Linked DNA regions of Mus musculus: region 2 is linked to region 1. A link is a contact called in public promoter capture Hi-C data. All regions are on one chromosome and are shown on one strand. Each heading gives the region's core, a stretch centred on a gene start, on an enhancer-like site or on the middle of the called end of the contact. The rest is flanking DNA. Distances are from core to core; before and after follow the strand shown.

Region 1 (3,931 bases), core at 987-3,486:
TTTAGGGGCTGATGAGTTGACTCTAGAGTTTGTCACTTAACGCTGTGGTGGGGTTGTCGGGAAACCTGGCAGTCTTTACCATTCCTTAAGGTTTTGTTTTAATTGTAGATTCCATGGAAGAGAGAGTCCCCTTAGGAGAGCAAACGTCAGCGTCTCTCTATCCAATTCTTCAGTTAGTATGATGCATTATTATTATCTGGGCAAAGAAACAAATCCTTAAGCGTTTCTTCAAGCTGCCCTCTGCTCCACCTTTTAATCCATTAACTAGTGGTCTTGAGTTTATTGATGACTTTTTTCTCTTTGACCCTCCTGTTCTGGAACCAGATTGTGACCTGCCTCTCAGAGAGGTTTGTCGTGGCTGATATCCTCCTCCGTTTGTCCTTGGTAATGAATTTGTTCGTAGCGTATTCCCGTTCGAGTTCTTTCAACTGCACCTTAGTGTAAGGCACGCGCTTCTTTCTCCCCCTCCTATAGGAGCTGGCGTCTGAAGGATGGGAGACGACGTCTGTAAGATAAGGAAGAAGGCAAGTTACTCTGGGAGCCGACCTGAGCCAGAACACAGGCGACAGCTCAATGTGAACTGCCGGCCTTGCAATGCCTGATTGCTCTTTGCCACGAATGCTGTACAATCCAGCCTTCTGCCAAAGCCTGGAGCGTTAGTAGGGGGGTATGGTTAGTTGTGTACTGAAATGAAATCGCCCAGAGTTCCAGTGACCACCCCAATCCGGTCATTCTGCATGTACAGCGGTCCACACCTTAGCACTCAACAGGGTTCAACACTTCTTTCTGTAGAGCTCGGCTCCTCTCAGCTTGCCCCAAGTCCCAACATTCTATGCTTCTCCAACGAAGCCTTTTTTTTCAGAGAACCATCAGGGACAATTTGGTGAGCTCAAAATCGAGTCTATTTCCCATCTTGGAGTCAATGTCAAGGGCTTGGGAGGGTGGGGCACCCAGAGAGAAAGGGGCTGCCGGAGTTGGAACCCACAAGCTTCCTCCCAGCTACCCTTTACCAAAGGAGGGCCCGGGGACCGGCTCGACTTAGGGCAGGGCGGACGGACAGCGCCAGCCAGCCGGGGCCAGGCTCCCAGGGGTGCAGAATTGCTAAGGCAAGCCAGGCCAGGGAGAATGCGGGGGGGGGGGGGGGTTAGTGACCCTGGGGCACGAGCCGAGGAGAAGCTGAAAAGCTGGAAGACCCGGGCTGGAAAGGGGGCGCCATTTACCGGGCAGAGTGGACTTCCAGAGGTGGGGAGGCTGCGTCTGCTCTTTGGGGCAGTACATTTGGCCGTTCCAGCCGTTGGGCAGAGCCCAGGGCTGATAGCTTTCCATGGGAAGCCCCAGAGGCTCGTGGCGCGACTCGCCAGGACCCCCGAGCCCCGGAACTACTGGCATATCCAGGTAGCCGGGCACGGGCTGGTGATGGTGGTAAGGCCCGGCTGCGTAGCCCTGATGGTAGAAAGCAAACTCCTTGGCGCGGGAGCTGAACTCCTCGGCCGCGGGGCCGGCGGTGTCCATGTACTTGTCGGCGAAGGCGGCGGCGGCCGAAGCAGGCTGCGCGCACGACTTGATGGCGTTGGGGTGCGGGCCCATGCGGGCGCACGGGTAGTAGCCGCTGCCGAAGTAGCCGTAGGGCAGCGCCGCGGGCCCCGACGAGCTCTGTGCCGCCGCCGAGCAGGGACTGCACTGCTTGGCGGCCTCGGCACCCGCGGGCCCCGCCGGCCCGGGCCCTCCCGACGACGACGCGGCAGCCGCGGCGGCGGCGGCAGCAGCGGCGGCGGCGGCGGCGGCGGCGGCGGACGGGGGCGCCTCCCCCGGGGCGCTGCTGTACGCGGCCGCGGCGCCGGGCGCCAGGGGTGCGGGATGCGCCATCAGGTTGCGGCACTGGTTGGCCGCGGCGGCGGGCGGCGGCGCCGCTGCGGCCACCGAGAAGTTGCCCCCCGCGGCCGCGGCAGCCGGGTGGGGGAAGCCCCCGCCCCCAGCTCCCGCCGCCGCCGCCGGCCGCCGCCCGTGCCGCCGCCGCCGCCCCTTCCATGTTCTTGTTGAGCTCGTCGGCCACCAGGCCGCCGCCGTTGTCGTAGAGAAACATGACGGTGGGCTCGATCCAGCGGGGGTGGAGGAGCACGGAGGCTGTCATAGCCCGAGCCGCATGGAGAAGACCCCAGTGGCGCTGTTTTAAAAAGCCCCCAAGAAGTGAAGAGCGCGGCGCGCGGGGCCGGGGCCCGAGCGAGGGGGGCGGGTCGCGCCCTGCGGGGTCGCGCCAGGCGGCCGCCCATTGGCCCGCCCCCGGCCCGCCCCCGGCGTATGCAAAGCGGGAGGCTCCGGCTCGGCTCCGCGCTGGGCCCGCCGTCCCCGCCGCCGCCCGCGCGGTCCTCTGCGCCAGCTCTAGCTCCCGCCGCGCGGCCGCGCAGCAGTCACCCACGGAGGAGGCGGGGGTGGGTGGGGGGGAGAAACTAGGGCGGGTGGGGCTGGGAACACAGGGACCCCGATCCCTTCCCGGGTTTCGCGCGGAGGTTGGGAGGGGCAGTGAGCGGCTGCGGTTGGGGTGCGACCTGAGGTCGTGGGGACAAGTCAGGTAAATTCTCCAGTGGCCAGGAATGAGGGTTTGCCTTGGCCTTGGACTGGCCCAGGATGTCCTGGCATGTTTTAGGGACCTCTGGGGCTGTTTTCTTTCCAGGGATGGATACATCTTTCTGCAGCTAGACCCTCCCAAGGATGTGGGAGCTTTCGCCTGGCCGAGATTGCACTCCCCACCCCCCCCTGGGGAACAAGGGCGTTTGTTTCCTGTTGGTTCCAGGAGAAGTCTGGAGCAAGGGTCCCAGGACATTTCTCTGGGAAGTTTGGGCTGCATTTGGGAGCTCCCTTCCCTGTTCTCAGGCTCTAGAGGACAATTTCAATTAGGCCTAAGGACTCAGAAGATCAGAACAACTAATTGTATCTCCTACACTCATCACACACGCGAGCGCAAATATTCGCGCGCGCGCACACACACACACACACACACACACACACACACACACACACACAGAGAGAGAGAGAGAGAGAGAGAGAGAGAGAGAGAGAGAGAGAGAGAGAGAGAGAGAGATGCATACTGCCACATTGTCCAACTTGTATATACAGCTCGCTATTCATTCCGATGCAGCAGCTATTCTCTCTGGTCCGCAGAGGATTTCAGATGAAGAAAGCACCATTCACTCACACTCCTGTCTCAGGAGTCCGGCTGCCTTTTCCTGAAGGGGTTTAAGAGGAACAGGCCCCAGCTGGGCTGCTGGCTGGAACTCCAGCCACGGTTCTGGGACTTCCTACAAGTCACTCCATAGATCCTGAGTTGGACACTTCAGACACCTGGCAATCCACTGTTGCATTCCGTTTTGGGGAAAGAGAAAAAGGCTCTTTGGGATCCTTTCATGGTTTTTCTCCTAATAGGGGCTCAGCCTGTAGTGGGTTCAAGGTGCCGGGGTTCAGCTGATGAGTTCCTCTGTACCTTGAGCTTGGTGGGGTGTTTGTATTGGGAGAGCAACGTTTGGATGCAGTGTTTTGATAAAGGATTCTGGGGACCCTGCCTCCTTAGGACTACATGCATTTCTGGTTGTGCAAGTGTGAACTGGTCAGACATCCAGAGGGGAACAAATGGTCAAAGTGAAAGTGGTGCGTTCTGGAAAATATAGACTGGGAAGAGTTCTGTACTATCTTTGCTCAAATGCTCTGGTAGGCAGCCAGGCTTGGACCTGTTCTCTAGTCCTAGCTTGTAGACTTAGCCCTAAGCTAGAGCATCAGACATACCACCCAATTCATCTGCTGCTCTGTAAGCCCCCTGGGCTTCTGGTAAGATTGGGACCAGTAAGGCGAGGCTCAGGCTTTTATCTGCCCGGATCCTGGGTTTGTTCTGACTAATGTTAAGTGTCGCCCAATAAAACCTTCCCTGATCCCCACACCC
Region 2 (3,931 bases), core at 836-3,335, 1.0 Mb after region 1:
ATGAAAGTTGGGTAGTGCTTTCATGAAAACTTATTTATTCATGCTTCTTATGTTTAGATAATTCTGTGAATTGAGTCATTTAACTCCTTGCAGGTGTGTGAATCTTGTGACCATCACCCTGGCTTTGCCCACTTAATTCTTCGCTTCATTCCTTTGGTTTATCCACCAGGGGGAAAACCCCAGCTCTTAGCTTCAAGCTGGCTCAATTCCTTTGGGCACTTTCTTTTTCTCTGAGGAAGGAGGTTGCTCTCTGCTCTGGGTGAGCAAGGCTGTACTGGAAATTGAGATGGAAGGTGGATACGGAAGCTGCTGTTCAGTGAACCATGGTTTCCTTCCCTAAACCCAGACAATTGAGCCATCACAGTCAAGGTTTTGTTGTTTCAGGTTAGGACCAGCATCTTCTTTCACAGTTCCTTCAGTGTCCCATGGAGAAGAGGAGAGGAAAATTCACAGAAGAACTTATAGGAAGGCTACAAGGAAAGAGGGAGTTGTCAGTCCCTGTGATTTCAGGGAACCCTGAAGACAAGTGGTGGGGGAGGAGGGGCTAAACACTTCAAACCAGAAAGGAAATAGAAAGCTCTTCCACTTAGTATGTCAAAACCAGCTCAGAAATGTGACAATTTGGGCAAAGCATTACGATTCCTAGCCAGTCTAGTCATGATCCTCTGGCAGACTACACAGTCAGGCTGTGATGCATTGGGATGAGAGGCACTATATAAATGTCAGATGTTACATAAATGTCAGGAGCCATTATTGTTTGTTAATGGGGGCTAAACTGTTCCTAAGCAAAGATCCAACTCCCAGCCAGCAAGCTCTTAGTTGAAGTTCTAACCAGTCAGCCATCAGAAAAGAATTAATATGCCTGATTCTACCAAGGAACCCAGGTGAGATCTGGGGTTAGACATGCGCTAGAGTGGTCCCTGATGATCAGGAGAGCTCCTAGCCTTCTGAGTCTGTCTGCCTCAGCTCAGCTGTGAAATAGAGATAATTACAACACACTCCCCGCTTTTCCTTATTCTGTCAAAGTCATATGAGGAAGAAGAAAATGGTGTGGCTTCAAGTGTTTGGCAAAGTGTGAGCTGTTGTTGGATGACAGTGGTCATTTCGAACAGGCTTTCAATGCTCCCCAAAGGGAGAGAGAGCTTCCAAAAGGAAATCTAGCCCTTGCCAGGGATGAGGAAGGTGAGAGCGGTGGCTTCTGGCCCATGCTGAAAAAGGTCAGTCCTCTTTTCCCTTTGCAGACCTGGCCCTAGATCCTGTATTCTAGCCCTGGCTCGACTGCTTCCCAGCCGGCGAGCTTGGGCCAGTAGCAGAGGCTCTGGAAGCAATGGCCAGGGCCCTTCCGGCGCTGACGCGGAGTCTAAATCCGGCTCATCATTTGGCTCTTGGCTGAGATTCGCCTTTCGCCTTTAGAGAGATTCTCTCACAGGTCAGCACATGCAAGGTGCGAGACCAGGGAAGGCTGTGTGTAGTCCTACTGAGTGTGCACAAGAAGTTATATGCCCTTGAGCGTGATGAGGAGAGGGGCGGCGAAATGGAGATACTAAGAAGCCAGCATGCAGAGAACGCTGCAATGAGGTCATGGCTGTCACAGGCAAAGGATCTGGGTATCTTCGGTGGCTGGGGTAGGGAAGTAGGAAGTGGCCTGCATTTGTAAGTGTAAATGTCTCTTTCTACCTCCTTCAGCATCCTTACCACCTCATGCACACACCCCAAACCTTACTTCTTTCTGACCCTACAGACACTTCTTGCAGAAGAGCTCGTGCCGGTGTCTCCTGCGTGGCTCTGTTTGAAACCTTCAGGATTGTTTCCAAGCTGACTCACACCACTAATGTCGGGGGGCCGTGTTACTCGGCGCTGGGCTGTGCAAGCTGTTGCTTGCGCGATCGCGGACGCCGCCGCAAGCACCCGGGTCCGCTCGAGGGGCGGGATTTGGGCGGGGCGGAGACCGGGCCCGCCCCCTCGGCGTGCGGGCCCCGCCCCTCTCTCCCTCCTTTTCCCCAACGGACCGCAATGATTTAGAAGTTCAGGAATCCCACGTGACGTCACCGGGGGGGTGATGTAATGCACTCTAAATAGAATGTATTGTAATCTTTGCTCAGTCCAACGTGGTCCCTTCACCCGGGCTCGGCTCTTGCCTTCTCCACACTTGTTTGGTAAGTTCCTAAAAATACGGCGCGGCCACTTCTGGGCCTTTTGCATTTAGCCACTTTCGCTGCACTTGCCGCGCGAGCCGACTCCGGAGCGTCCTTGTTTGCAGGGGTTGGTTCATCGCTGCAGCCGCGAGGTTACTTAGTCCAATGGGCAGGTCACAGGGCAAGGAGTAGAAAGGATGCGATGCATTTTTTCCCCCTTGATTTGTGTTTGTAAACACTTTGGCGGATCAGAAGGAAGTCCGGCCCCAATTGCTGGTGGACTGTGGAGTTGTGCTGTGTCCTGTAGTCACCCAGAGACCCCACGCCGTGTCCGTCCCGGAGCGCTTCTTGGTGATTGCTGCGCCGTGCGACTGGAGGGATGCTGAGTGGAGCCAGCGCCGTGTCCGACCCAGTGTGCGTGCGTGTATGGGAGCGCGCGTGAGTTTCCCTGACACGGGGAACAGTTATGAATCGGGGGTGTATGTTTGCCTCCAGAGCCCCGGCATGGTGTGGAACCCTTCTGAAGTGTGGTCAAGCGGCGGTGGTGGTGGCGGCGGCGGAGGCGGCAGTGGTAGCAGCAGCAGCAACAGACCAGGAACCTGGAGCCTCCTCGCATCCCGTTTCTCAGTGATGCAGCGGAACCCCGGGAGAAAGTTAGCAAACTTCCAACCGTTGCGGCAAAGTCGCCTGGTCACCTAGGGGCAGCCGAGCGAGTTCGCAGGGGGTTCTCCCTCTCCCGGGTGCCCAGCGGCCGCTGCCAGTTCTCGCGACCGGCCGCCGGCTGCAGCGGGAGGGTCGGTTGCCTTGGAGGGGGACTTGACTTTCGCTCCAGGCGCTCCAGCTCGAGAGTGCTCCGCAGCCCTCGCCTTCACTCCTGCAGCCGCCTCCCGCCTCCGTCCCCTTTGCGCTGGCACTCTTACTTCTTCCGGGCTGCTGCCCCAAATGACAGCTGGGGCCCGAGCCGCACTGCACCCAGGCGGTTCTCAGGACCGGGCGACAGAGTCTGCCTTTGAGCCAGATTCTTTATCGAACCGCTTAAACTTTTCACAAAGTTCTTAAAGGGTTGAGACAAGCAGACACCGCCCCCACTAAGCCACTTTAGAGGGACTATAGCCCGCTTTAATTTTTCATTTATTTTCTAGTCATAGATTTATTTCCAGGGAGTGTCTAGTAGAAAAAGCTCCAGCTTTCCCTGGACGAGTGCCGCCCCCACTTGATGCTGGTTCAACGCTGGGAACTAGAGTGGGCTACTTGTACATCGTTGTCAGTATCAGCAACGCTTGCTTGGTTTTTTATTTTTCCCTCTTCCTGACATGTGTCAAAGAATAAAGGCTGGCTACAGGTCCATTACGTCATTCTGCAGGCCAGTAAGTGTTTTATTAAGGGCTTCAGATATTCAAGGGTTTGGGGGCTCAGAATGCTGTCAAAGCAACTATGCCCCCATCCCCCGGGGCAATTGCGGGTTCTCTGGACACAGCTATTGCCCTCTCTTTCCCTACCCCTCTTCCTCCATCCCTCTCCCGCCCACCTCGTTATCACTCGGCCTGCCCCCGCCTTTTACAGTTTCCCCCAGGGGGAATGCTGTCCCAGGAGTGAGCTGAAGAGCTTCTGGTGCCTGAGCGAGCTCAGTACCTGATGAACGCTCAATCTGCCCTTTTCTATTATTTAAGAAAGGCACTATCCAGGCCCGTTTTTCCCACGCGAGAATGTTCAGCCTGGATAGAAAAATCCCTGGAAAGGTTTAGAAGCCTTATATGCTAATAGCTTGTGCCTGCAGTGACTTAGGAAAGCAATAA

The links. Promoter capture Hi-C pulls out the DNA fragments that hold promoters and counts their contacts.
Region 2: a promoter capture Hi-C map of pre-B cells shows a contact between it and region 1, with 4 times the contacts expected there. The contact joins the promoter of Creb5 here to the promoter of Hoxa13 in region 1. A contact is called at or near these places in 5 of 39 promoter capture datasets (the 3T3-L1 cell line, embryonic stem cells, hippocampal neurons and 2 more), 6 of 484 Hi-C or Micro-C datasets (embryonic stem cells and myocytes), 1 of 115 datasets of contacts at active chromatin or transcription factors (embryonic stem cells) and 2 of 9 other capture datasets (adipose tissue and embryonic stem cells).

Annotation. Positions count from the first base shown.
Region 1 is chr6:52,258,644-52,262,574 of GRCm38.p6, forward strand. It overlaps Hoxa13 (homeobox A13), which reads right to left and starts at 2,237. Exons shown (of 5, transcript NM_008264.1): 1 at 1,994-2,237; 2 at 1,909-1,992; 3 at 1,899-1,906; 4 at 1,221-1,897; 5 at 210-505. The coding sequence starts at 2,131. The coding sequence ends at 261.
Region 2 is chr6:53,285,218-53,289,148 of GRCm38.p6, forward strand. Creb5 (cAMP responsive element binding protein 5) reads left to right here and starts at 2,086. Exons shown (of 11, transcript NM_001327821.1): 1 at 2,086-2,156.